Regions from separate parts of the Sus scrofa genome. Here region 2 is linked to region 1. The links are chromatin contacts, called in public HiChIP or PLAC-seq maps. All regions are on one chromosome and are shown on one strand. The core of a region is the stretch at or near the end of the contact, and the rest is flanking DNA. Distances in the headings are between cores, read along the strand shown.

Region 1 (6,322 bases), core at 1,845-4,344:
TAATTATTAGTTATCAGTTCTCCAAAGCCAGTGGCCTGAGTGAGCATGGAAGCCGATTCTTTTCCAGCTGAGCCTCCAGATGAGACTGTGGCCTAGTCAACACCCTGATGGCAGATATGAGACCCTAAGCAGACAACCGTAAGTGCCTGGACACCTGGCTCACAGAAAGTTGGAAATAATAAATCTGTGTTGGTTTAAGTTTCGAGGTTGTGGTAGTCTGCTGCTATAGATAATGAATACAGACATATCTAACACCCAACATTAACAAATTTCAACAGTTTGCCCATATGGTTTCATCTAGATCTCATGTTTTTTGTGGGGCGGTTGGGGCGGACTATTTCAAAGCACAGACAAATACTTTAGAATGTATCTTTAACACAAAAAGACTATTAAAAAGCATAAACAGGATGCCAGGAAAATTAGGTCTTAATTGAGAATAAGAATGGGAGTCTTTTTCAAAAGCCACCAAGTCAATGGATTTAGTATATTAACTGGACACCCAGAGAAAAAGTGCTTACAATAAACCGAGTAACATCCTGCTTATCCCATGAGCTAGAGGGTAGGAAAGCATGAGAGAATTTTCATTGGAAATGCTTCAGGCTTGCCAGTTGTTTTTTTAGAAATAGTACAGCCACAGAGTACTTAACTGTCCCTAAAATATGCTGTCAGTCACACAATAGAACCCAATTCTGACCAAGATCCTACCCATACCCCTAACCTGCTTTGAAAGAGACCTTTGTGAATGCCATTTTTATTCCATATAATTGCATGTCGTACTCTTAACTGCCATCCCCTCCGCCTTTTCCTTACGACAGGAGGCTCTTCCCAACTGGCTCCAGTTCCTTTTCTCTTTAGGGTAAACCAATCCCATCTCCCTTTGACAAGGCTCACCGAGGCAGCGCTCAGTAAGGGCAATTCTCAGGGCTCTGGGCTCAATCCCGTCTCTACCGTCCGGGCGCTTTGTGATCTCTGGCAAGTAGTCGAGCGTTCTCTAAGCTGGATACAACAGTGCCTCGCCGGGACGTCGTGAAGAATAGATAAAGAACGTGGGTTATGCGTGAGGTGCCCAGCTTAAAAAAGGTGCAGCCGCCCGCCACCATTCTCTTTGTTAGTTTCCATCTCCAACCAAAGAGCATCAGAACGCTCTGCACCGCGCCTCTCCCGCCCTCGTCGCGGAGGATGCAGGGATTTGTAGTTTTTTGGTCTCCAAGTCGTGCTTCCTCTCCGAGCCGGACGGCAAGAAGAAGAACTACATATCCCAAAGGGCGGTGAAAGGAAAGTGGGGCTCGGAAAATCGAGCGTCCCCGCCTGGAAGGCTTCACTTTCCGCGGCCCACCTTCTGTACCCACAGCCGGAGGGCTCAGATCCAGTGGCAAAGCCCAGGTCCGGCGCACGGGCGGATCCGAGGGGACCGACAGTCGGGCAGGGCAGGGAGGCGCGGGCGGGAGGCTGAGCGGACGGCTCCTCTGCCGCCGCGGGAGCTCGCGAGGAGAAAGGAGAGAAATAAAGCGAGCAAATTGTGAGCGCCAGTGTCGGAGAAGTGAGAAAGAAAGGACCGGGGAGGCAGCAACTCACGCAGAGCCTGGCTACAGGGCTTGTCCTTCGGGAGGGAGGCAGGGCTGGAGGGGACCCAGACCGCTCCCCTGTCCGCTCCTTCCCACGGGAAACCTGGAAACCCGGCCAGGAAGCCGGCTGGGCCTGAAGACCCCCGCCTGTCACCTTCATTTCAGAGTCAGGCCCGCCTCGTGCAGCCCCTCCCCATCCTTCCGTCGCCCCCCCGCCCCCATCCCCGGGCGGCAGCAGAGCTCCCCGCAGCTCTGCCACGCGCCCCGCTGCGGGAGGGAGAGGAAGAGTCGGGGCGGGCCGAGGAGGGTCACCTCTCCGCGCCGGTTACTCAGCTCCCCAAGAGTCGCAAGAATGGGTTTGCGTGTTGCTGTGTGAATGTGTGCCCCGAGGTGGCAGCGGCAGCGGCAGCCGGGAATAAACCCGGAGGAGAAGCCGGGAAGCGAACAGAAGTCTGCGGGAGAGCGCGCGGCGGGGCAGCCGTTCCCTGGCCGGAGCAGCCCTCGGGCGATGCCGGAGGGAGCCCAGCGCACGCCCTGGGGCTGCGCCTGGCCTCCCGGTGGGGACAGGGGCGGGGGCCGGGCCGAGCCCGTGCGGGCTTCGCGGACGAGAAGGAGGAGCCGGAGGAGGAGCCCGGCAGGCCAGGCGCGGGCCGCCGCCCACCCGGCCGGGAGGAGGCGGACCCGTTCAGAGCGCGGCGCGCGCGCCGGCTTCAGCCTTGCAAACAAGTGTCTGTGGCGCTCGCCCCGCGGCCCAGAGACGCGCTCCGCCGCCCCCGGCGGCCCTCCTGGCGCCCGGCCTGGCTCCTATGGGGCAGGAGAGAACGAGGGAGCCACTGGCCGCGCAGCCCGCGAGCCGCCGCCGCGACCCTCGGCCCGGGCGGCCCCCGCAGCCCCGCGCGGGGGCCGCGGACTCGGCTCGGCTGCCAGGCGCGCCGGCGCGGGGTCGCCGCGCGAGCAGCGCCCAGGCTGTCGCCGAGCCCGCTCCTGACAGAATAACGTGCTCGGTTTCCCCACCCCTGGGAGGGGTTGCCGGGGCCGCCAGCTGCCTCCCAGTTTCCATCGCTCTCTCCTGGGGAGGATCCGCCGCCGGGAGGAAGGATTAGAATAAACCTGGTCGAGGCGCAGAAGTGGCTCCCCAGGAAGCCGGCGCCCGGGCCGCCGCCTCGTGTCCCCTCGGGGCGCAGCGCTCGGGGGTCGGCGGGCCGGAGCCGAGGCGCGGCCGGCGGGCCGGGGGCGGCGGGGCCGAGCAAGCCGCTGCGCGAGGGGGCGGCGGGCGCGCGGCGAGCCGGGGGGCGGCCGGGCAGCCCCCCGCGCCCCGCGGGGCCCCGGAGCCCCGACACGCGGGCTGGAAGCGACTGAGGACCGCCGCCGCGGGCTGCGGGCGAGCACCGTCCCTCTAGGCAGGGGATCCGGCTATGACAGCTGGGCTCCCCAAAGGGTTAACCTGGGTGTCCTCGGCAAAGTTGTCGCCGAGCCGGGAGCCCGCGTAGGGGCCGCGGCGCCGAGGCTCGGGGGCGGTCGGGCGGCCGGCGGCGGTCGTGGCTCGGCGGGGCCCGCGCGGCCGGGGGGCTGCTGGGGGTGTGCGCCCCCAGCCGGCTGCCCTCGTGGATGCCTCCCGGCGGCGGCGGGCCCATGAAAGACTGCGAGTACAGTCAGATCAGCACCCACAGCTCCTCCCCCATGGAGTCGCCCCACAAGAAGAAGAAAATCGCGGCCCGGAGGAAATGGGAGGTTTTCCCGGGAAGAAACAAGTTCTTCTGCAACGGGAGGATCATGATGGCCCGGCAGACGGGCGTCTTCTACCTGACTCTCATCCTCATCCTGGTCACCAGCGGACTCTTCTTCGCCTTCGAGTAAGTGGCGGCGAACGCTCCCCGACGCCCGCACCCCTCGCCTCCCCGACCCCTGCCCCTCTCCCGGCCACTTTCGTTTTCTAGGAGCCTTATCGATGGTATATTGTTATATAATACAGACCGCTCTCCCTCTTCTGCAAAGGTCTCTTTGCTGTTTGGTCCCCAGAGAGAATGCAGTTCTGGGTCGGGCTCTGGGAATGGAGGAGAGGGGACGCTTGGAAGGCGCGCTGGCCTTGTGGCTCCCCGAGGTTGAGTGGCATCTCGCAGGTGACTGATTCTCGGCGCTGGCTCTGAGTTTGGCGACTACTAGCGCGGCAGCCCAGGTGTAGCCTTCGGTGGGAAGCCGGCACGAGGCAGATTCCTAAGTCAGGGATGAGAGACTCGACTTCCTTTCCTGCTCACAAGCTGTAGGGCAGCTCGCTAGTCTCCGTTCCCTAAATCCTGTGCGTACCTTCGCTGAATAATGAGACATCTTGGATATTTTAGGTCTCAAAGTGTAGGCCACCTGCGGTGGCCTAGAAGGATAATTTCATTTTTCCTCTCTTAAGATGTTCACTCTTGGTCAACAATTTCTGATTTACCATGAGGTTTCTAGACTCTTCACTTTTTAAAAAGTTTCAATAAAAAGAAAAAAATGTTCCAAACAAACACTTTCCCCTCCCCTCCCTATATTTGGGAGCAGGTGAAAGGAGATCGTAGGCCTGTTCAGGAAAAGTATGACACGGCATGTTAACTTCCGATTCTAGAAACAATACTTTGGGATTTTAGGGCTTTTATCCAGAAAAAGGTGCATGCAAGTCTTCACCGTTTTCAGGAAAATCAAATTGGCCAGTAGCAACTATCCCCCTGCCAACTAATGAAAGATCTTCTTATGTATTAATAGTATTAAATAAAGTAGTTTAACACATTCCAGAATCAATTTCAGTTGCTCTTATTGGGTCCAACATTTAGAATGCAGTTTCTTATGTAATTCTTGGTATCTTATGCTCAATGAAAATTGTAGCTACCCCCTCCCCCCCCCAAATTTTAAAATAAGCAATACATTTATTGGGAGTTCTTTGCTTTTTCCATGTCTTGGTTGTTATGGGGCATGATCCTCTTTCTGCTCTGGTTGTATGGGGTTACTTAAAATCCTTTGTGTATATTTACTTTTGTCTCTGATAAGTATTAATAAGCTCTGATTTTGTGTCTGGTGTTTGATATAACAAATGCTGTCTCAGAAACAATCTCTTGACAATGTAATGCTTTTCACTTAAAGCCTTCAGAGTCTGAGGGGAAACATTTTGTATCTGAACATTTGCTGTGAGAACAATTTTAACAGGATCGAGTTAGAGAACAGGTGAGGGGGGAAATCTAGGAGTCAGTCTCCTCACCTCCTCCAGCCCTTCTTACAGAAAACCCCTCTCTTTCTTTCTTTGTAAATTTTCCAGGTCTCTCCTAGAAGTTTAACTTTTGTGCACACTTGAGATGAGTTGGTAGAGTCTGCCTGGGGACTTGGGGACGAGTGAGTGAGGGTAAGAAGAGGCTTTTGGAATGACAGGAGAAGTGTTCCTGCTGCTGCTTCCCTTGTCCCCGTCCAGAGCCAGGTCCTGACTGACCTGGGGAACCGTAGGAAGGGGCCAGAGGTTCTGGGTGAGTTAGCAGTCTGAGCTGTAATTCATTCTGGCACTGAAATCATGATGCCTTATGGTTGAACAGAAATGTCATCCTTCTGAGGACGGCTTTCAATACAGGTGGTTCTCCAGGCAGAGAGTCTTTGCTAGGTTCCTAATGTTAAGAGAGTTTCCAATGGATCCGTGTTGGCATCTTTTAGCAATTTTAAGAGTGGAGAAAATGGGTTAATTTTGTGATTGTATTGCAGAGCTTCAGCCACAAGTGTGTTTCATGTGGGATCATGAATCTTTCATTTTCTCTAGACACACAAATCCCCCCGGTGTGGTTAGGGGTCCCCTCCAGTTATTGCTCCCACCTTTTACTTTCTTCTTTCAAACACTGCTTTTAACTAAACCAGCATAGATTCATTTTCACTCCTTCATCTCTCTGTGTGTTTCTCCAAGAGTTCCCCAAAGTCCTCACTAGCAGGCTGTCAGGGATCTTTTTCTGCGTCAGCGTTGCGTTAACTGGTGGCTGTAGGAATAGACATGTGCACTGGGATTTGATTAGCTACCGTCGGCAGCTTCATTTTTAGAGCATCTCTGTGGGTATGTGTGTCTTTGGTCTCCGTGAGCCTTGCTTCAGTTAGGCGTTTGAAATTTCAAGAAAATAGGCTCATTCTTGCTTGTTGCCTCTGCTGCGAAAAATCATAGGACTGCTCAAACTGTCGAATAGTATGCTTTGGCAAGATATTTGTCATTGTATGGCTTTTAAGTTCTTTACCATTGCTAATGCCAGAGTGAAATTGGATAACTTTGGCCAAATTAATTTGATAGAGACTCAGGGAACCAAGTAGTCACATGCATAGAAAATGAAATGCCAACAGGCTAAGAGAGATCCAGAGAGAATGCCAGTTTTGCCTGCTCATTGCCTTCCTCTGTCATTCCTTCACTTGTTTATGGAGCACACACTATATGGTTGCCTACTTTGATTAATTTCCCGTCTTGATAACTTTAACATTAGCAGAATTCATTTTTTAAACATTAGGGTCCATGATTCTCCATGCTGTTACACAGAGGCAAATAGGAAATTTGAAAAGACATATAACTTCTAAATTTAATTTTAGACCTTTTCCTACAAATCTTCTCCCACTGTACCCCTCTTTCCCAACCTTGAACAGATGGACAGGAAAGTTTGTCCAAGAGAAATGGCCTTCTTGGGAGTTCCTGTTGTGGCTCAGCAGGTTAAGGAGCTGACGTTGTCTCAATGAGGATATGGGTTTGATCCTTGGCCTCGCTCAGTGGTTTAAGG
Region 2 (6,322 bases), core at 1,180-3,679, 48 kb before region 1:
AAAGTGTTTTTAAAAAGGCTGTACTAAGTTACAATGCTGTTTTATGAGGACCGCTTCGAGTTAGCCAATATTAAATGGTATTAGTACAAAAACTCAAAAAGGAAACCTTTAAAAATTACATACAAATTACTTACATTTATATTGTTACAGAGAATGAGTACTTGTCTAAGTTATGAGCCTTTTGAATTGCATATTCATGTTATTTGGCCTTTTACAGTTTTCTGGGAGTTCCTGTTGGGGCTCAGCAGGTTACAAACCCAACTAGTGTCCATGAGGATGCAAGATCAATCCCTGGCCCTGCCCGGTGGGTTATGATCTGGCATTGTTGTGAGCTGCGGTGTAGGTCACAGATGTGGCTCCAATCTGGATCTTGCTGTGGCTGTGGCATAGACTGGCAGCTGCAACTCCAATTCTACCTCTCCCTCTAGCCTGGGAACTCCCATATGCCACAGATGCAGCCCTTAAAAAAAAAAAAAAGCAAAAAATTAAAAATTAAAAAAAATAAAGTTTTCTGATTTGTACATTAATCATATATTAATATTCTTTGAAGCTGTATATCTGTCATATGGGCTATCGTATTTCCCTAGTTTGGCTTCCTTTTATCCTCTTATTTTGCTTTTTGTTTGTTTTTGGTCAAAGATGCATTTTAATGCTTTTAAGCTTGCTAAAACTTCCCTCACCCAAAAGTCACAGTCAATTTCTCTTTTCTTCTAGCTGCATTTTGTTTTCACCCTTAACTTTTGAGTTCATCTGGTACTTTTGTTTTGTTTTTGCTCTTTAGGGTCACACCTGCAGCATATGGAAGTTCCCAGGCTAGGGGTTGAATTGTAGCTGCAAATGCCGGCCTAAATCACAGCCACAGCAATGCCACATCCTTTGAACCCGCATCCTCGTGGATACTAATCAGGTTCCTAACCCACTGAGCTACAACGGGAATTCCCTGGTACTTAGTTTTAATGGGAGCTGGTAACTAACTAGAGTTTACTTCCCTGATAGCTTAGCAACTGCCCTGGCACCACTCTATGGATTAATCCTTCTCCCAACTTATTTGAGAAACTTACATATAGAGAGGTTTGTTTCTAAGCTACTTTCATACTACAAATTTATTTATGTTGGAATCCCACAGGATTATAGAATCATAAAGTCTTCTGACAAACTTAATACTTTGTTCTCCATAGTCCCTACACCTGTGAATAGCAGATTAATCCTTGCTAAGAACAGGCAGAAGAGGAGAGGCACCTATGTCTTTAAGCATAAGAGGTATTAGAAAATAGTTTCACTGTATTATAGTCATTCAACCAAAACTTATTGAGCACCTACTTACTATGTGCCAGGCAATATTCTATGGAGCAAGGTCACTGGGTTCAAGGAGCCGACCTATGTTCTTCATGGATACTAACATGCACTTTATTTCAACATTCTAACATGTCTGAGACAGAAGTACCTCTTGCAGCGCTGTCTCAAAAATTTAACTGGCTTTTTTTTTTTAAGTGGTGCTAAAAGTTTAAAAAGCACATAATTTAGTACTTCTTTTGAAATCAAAATAAAGACAGTTGACTAATTTGCACACGTCTTGAATCTATGAGGTGCATATTGGCTTACTTCTTAAAGTAATATGAAAGGCCATCAACACTTTCTTTACTTTTGCTATGTCTTTACTTTTGCTATGCAAAACAGCTGACATTGACCTATAAATAATAATGCTATGAACGGATTTTGGTGTCACAAACCTTATTGAACCATTCAGGACTTTTCTTTTTAGCCAACGATAATGTTGTAACAAATCCAGCTAGCATTCCCGCTGCAGCAACAGTACCAAGGAAAATTCCACCTGCCAGAGGGGTAGGGCAGGAAAAGAAAAAACTCTGAAGTTAAAATGATGTGCACAAGTTCAGTGTCAGACACTATTTAAAACCACTTTTGAAATTTAGAGAACCGATAGCTAAGTAGCTCTTGTCAAAGATAAGTGACAACGGCTGTGTAACCCCATGACCTCTGGTTTCTGAGGCCATTCCAAGATATCTGTTCAAGAGCAAAGAATAGGCACAGAGTCCCCTCTCCTCTTTCCGGGGACAGCTCCGTGAAATTGCTCCCAGGGAGGAAAAACCGATAGTGGGAGTTAGAAAAGGAAGGGCAAGAGAGAAACTGCAGAGGGAATGGGGTAAATGCAGCACACACGAGAGCTCTCCCGGGACCAGACCCCAACGCATCGCTAAACTCTGGGGGGCACCCAAGCGAAGTGTGCGTGGGAATGCCCGCACCAGTGCAAGCTACGGCCCCGAGTGAGTTCACCCCAACACCTGCACCTCACCACACCTTTAACCAGGAAAAGCCGGTCGTCAGTGGGTGCCGGAGCCTCCAATCGAGAGGACGACTCCGCAGTCCCAGCGCCCTGTGACTCCATGTTTACAAGCCCCCACCACTGCGTCCGGCCCCAACTGGACCCGGGTGGAAGCGAGAGGGAGGCAGAGGAGAAAGGTTCCGCTGCCGCCCTTCTCTGTGCAACCTGAATACCGATCCGGAGAGCGACCTCTACCTCCAAACCTTCTCTCCTCCCCTGCGCACTGGAGAAGGTGCGGTGGCTTTGCGCTCCGGGGGCGGCGCCCTCCGAGGCCATCAACCAAGGACGGTTCTTTGCTTGCTCCAGGGTGATGATTGCTGCACTTTAGTGCCGTTTTCTTGAAACGTTGCGCAGCTCTGACTCTAGGAGGCAGTGAGGGGTCGCAGATGGCAGGAGCCCAGTCCCAGCCAGGTTAGAGACTCCACAGCTTAGTTTCCAGATCCAGGGATTTGGCCAGCGTTAACATTTCACAATTCTAAAACGTAGGCCTGTCTGTCCTGTTTGCTTGGCTGGGCTGTTTGGTATCAGTTGTCAGTTTAGGTGTAAGCGACAGGTTTTATCCCAGGAAAACTGCCAGCCTATCAGCTCTGTGTTGATGGGATTCCTACCCCACGGCCTTACTGATTAGCCTACCCAGGGGACTGAATGGCTAGCGTGCTGAACTGGAAGAGAATGGCACAACCCCAGCCAGGAGAGCAGAGGTTCACCCTAAGAAGTTGCTAACACGGAACCTGAAGGCTGCCCCAGCATCTCTCAACACTGGAGATGGGCAGACGCCCACCTTCAGACCGGGAGGCTGCATTGCAAACGGTGGTGGATTCTGTAAATGGCCATTGAGAGGAGGAGGCTGGTAGTATCTTGTGTAAAGATATCTATCTTTTAAAATGAGGCAATCTGGGCGATTCTTGTTCATTCTGAACGACAACAACAAAAGCCATGAACTTCTTGAGCACGGGGATGGAGATCTTTATTCACATACCCCCGCTCTCGGGTATTACCTCAGGTCATCCCTAATAAATTAATTTTGGGTGAATGAGTCAATGAACGCATCAGTTAAAACGCAGTTAATAGCCCAAACCTGGGCTCAGGTCCTAAACCATTGATCAGCTATGTGAATGTGATAGTTTTATTAGGCTTACTTACCTCAGTTTCCTCATCTGCAAAATAAAGACACGGGTAGTAGCTTCTTCGTGGTGCTGCTGTTGAGAATTAAATGAAATTGAAACTGACAGCACTAACGGCCTGAACCCAGTCAAAACCCAGATTGGGACTTGAACCCACAGTTTTAAATTCAAGTTACTCACCCTGTGTCTGGACTCACCAAGGCTCAAGTTCTTTATGCCTCTGTGCAAAAGGAATGCAGCCAGAAACAAAGTGATAGGCAAGGAACAGGTTAGGATGGGACATTTCTGAGAAAAGCTGGCCGGCAGGAGAGGAAGCTTTGCCCCAGGATGATCCGGTGGGCCACGGTTTTATCATCCAAGGGGCGTGGGGATTGGAAAGGCCCGCCTCTTCCTTTCCAGGAGTAGTAGCTCCTCCTTAGTATCCGGTAAGGTGTGTATTCAAATCAGCTGAAGGGCGGATTTTCAAACTCTTGCCCTTGGTCTGAATCTGAAAGCAGGCCTCATCCCATTCCCCACCCAATGACATGAGGCAATTCTCGCACCTCCACTGGTGAAGCAAGGCTGCCTCATTCTGATGGCCTTCCTGAACTTTCAGTCTCCCAACATCCCCCAGTCTCCCTCTTAATCCATGATCCCCTATTGGGACTTCTACAACCACCTGTACCTACTCTATCCCTATCAAAATCAGGTAAGAATTTAATTAAATTAGGTAAAGGTGTTAGCCTAGTGCCTGGCACAAACACTCAGGACAACTTAGCTCTAGCTATTGCCCCCTTAGATTCCAGTATCCGTTTTGCAAAATTGCTTTCAGAGATTTTTTAAAATTATAGATACCCAGGGCCTACCACTAGAGATGACAACTTCAAAGGGCCAGGCAGCACAGTTAAAGAGCTACACAGGGCTTCTGCTGATCAGCCAGGTTGAGCACTACTGCTCTGTTCAAATTTCTGTGTGGGAGAAATCACATAGCATTCATTTAACTTCGGATCCTTTGAAGGTAACTGAGCAGGACCCTGGGAGGCCTTCCCAGAGTGGCCCCCACTCACGTCCTCCACCTGCCTTTTTCTCTATAGAAAAACTTCAAAGAATCAGTTTAATCAGAGAAGTGAGAAGAGTGAAGCAATTCAGAATAAGGATAGTTCAGCTGGTCAACAAAGTCAAGGACCTTTAGTTAGCTCTTCTTCAAAGCCTCTAGATAATATTCTGAGCCATGTCCTTGGAGCTGTTTTGCAGGTGCTGAAGCCCCCACCGGCTGGAAGAAGTCACCTGGATGCTGTCCACAGCACGGAGACCCCAGACGGGTTGGAACCAGAAGGTTGATGACGCTGACTCCCAGTGACCTCACCACAAACCAACCAATCAGGAAAATGCCCATGAGCTGATCACGCCCTGCTCCTCAAACACTCTAAGACTCCTCACTACCTGTACCTCAGAGGGGAGGCCCAGTCCTGGAGGCTCTAGCCTGCTGGGTTCCCCTCTTTGTCTGGCAATTAAAGCTACTTTTTCCCTTTCCTCCAACTCTTCCTCCACTTTTATATTTGTCCTGGGGCAGCTGAGATTCGGCAGCTGAGATTCGGCAACAGAAGCACAATGTCAGAATGTGAAAGAGCCCTTTTAATTGGCAAATGCTGTGCTAATGTGTTGAAAGTCCTGAGACTTATCCTTCCCCCATTACATAAAGGTGGCCTTAGCAGCTAACATTTATTGAGTGCTTTCTGTGTCTAGCATTGCCCTAAGGGCTTCAAACAGATTATCTAATTTAATCTTCTCCATCTCGGACCGGGGAAAAAAATATTGCCTGCCATTTCAGTAAATAAAGAATGTTGTCTGCCATTCTGGTCAACAATGAATGTTACCTCCCATTAAGCCATCAGCCACTGCAGTCACCCCAACGCTGCCCCCTGAGGGGAATTCAGGATGGAAAGAAACAGCATACTGGCCCTAGAGAGCTAAATTGCATATCAAAGGAATAATTTCAATGAGCCCAGACTCTTGCATCTTCCCATAAAAAGAAAAGCACTAAAGTAATTACCTTGAGATGTCTGGGTTGGTTTGTGATGAGCAGTAATCTTTTGATGTTCGACCACGTGTTTTCTGGTCCCCCCCCCCAGCAAAAACTCCTATATATCCTGGCTCCTCCTCTCCCTCTTTGGAACAGTTGCTGCTCGGAGCTATCTTAGAGGTTGATTCTTAGGCTACAGTCCTCAGGAAGGTCCTCAAGTGAAACATAATTTGGCTTTTAGGTGTGTCTTTTCAGTCGACACCATAAACTCTGAGAAACTAACTTGCTTAACTCATACAGCTGTTAAGTAGCAGAGCCAGGAATTAAAAGCAGCTGTGTCAAGTCCACCGCCAAGTGGGTCCTCAAACTTGAGCTTGACTGGTAGACTCACCTGGAAGGGGTTTCTGACCACACATTGCTGGTCCCCATGGCCAGAGTTTTTGATTCAGGAGGGCTGGGGTGGGTTTTGAGTACGTGTGAATCTAAGGAGCTCCCAGGTGATGCCGATGCTGCGGGTTCCACTTGGAGACCGTCTTCTCTCTGCCTCGCAGTTCCCACCTCTTAAATCCACATCATCCGTTTTAACATCTGGAATCCTGTTCTCTCAAGACTGTTTAGAGAGGAACAGTGCTGGCTCCTCAATGCTCCGCCTTTTTGCTGTTCCCGCCAAAAAAGCACAGGTTTTTAAAATTTATTTTAAGGATTATATTACTATTTTCTGTAGGAACAGAAGAGAGAGAAAATGTCTTTAAATCTAGGGAAACGGCAGCCTCCTGGCATCTGGAGCCTGCCCCAATTTAGAGGCAATAACTACAAACTCTGCTGGACACTTACCTGCTTTTGTTCCTGAGGATT

Evidence for each region. HiChIP or PLAC-seq counts read pairs in DNA pulled down with a chosen protein or histone mark.
Region 2: an H3K27ac HiChIP or PLAC-seq map of skeletal muscle shows a contact between it and region 1. The contact joins the promoter of TMEM242 here to the promoter of ZDHHC14 in region 1. A contact is called at or near these places in 1 of 5 promoter capture datasets (liver), 5 of 47 Hi-C or Micro-C datasets (heart right ventricle, liver and skeletal muscle) and 2 of 2 datasets of contacts at active chromatin or transcription factors (alveolar macrophages and skeletal muscle).

The regions. Positions count from the first base shown.
Region 1 is chr1:9,616,491-9,622,812 of Sscrofa11.1, reverse strand. ZDHHC14 (probable palmitoyltransferase ZDHHC14) reads left to right here and starts at 3,094. Exons shown (of 9, transcript XM_021086485.1): 1 at 3,094-3,418. The coding sequence starts at 3,174.
Region 2 is chr1:9,664,011-9,670,332 of Sscrofa11.1, reverse strand. TMEM242 (transmembrane protein 242) reads right to left here and starts at 2,429. Exons shown (of 4, transcript NM_001185165.1): 1 at 2,317-2,429; 2 at 1,731-1,831. The coding sequence starts at 2,404. It overlaps LOC110259913 (a long non-coding RNA gene), which reads right to left and starts at 3,836. Exons shown (of 3, transcript XR_002342395.1): 1 at 3,646-3,836; 2 at 3,485-3,540; 3 at 2,710-2,855. LOC110259916 (a long non-coding RNA gene) reads left to right here and starts at 4,167. Exons shown (of 2, transcript XR_002342397.1): 1 at 4,167-4,462; 2 at 4,699-4,977.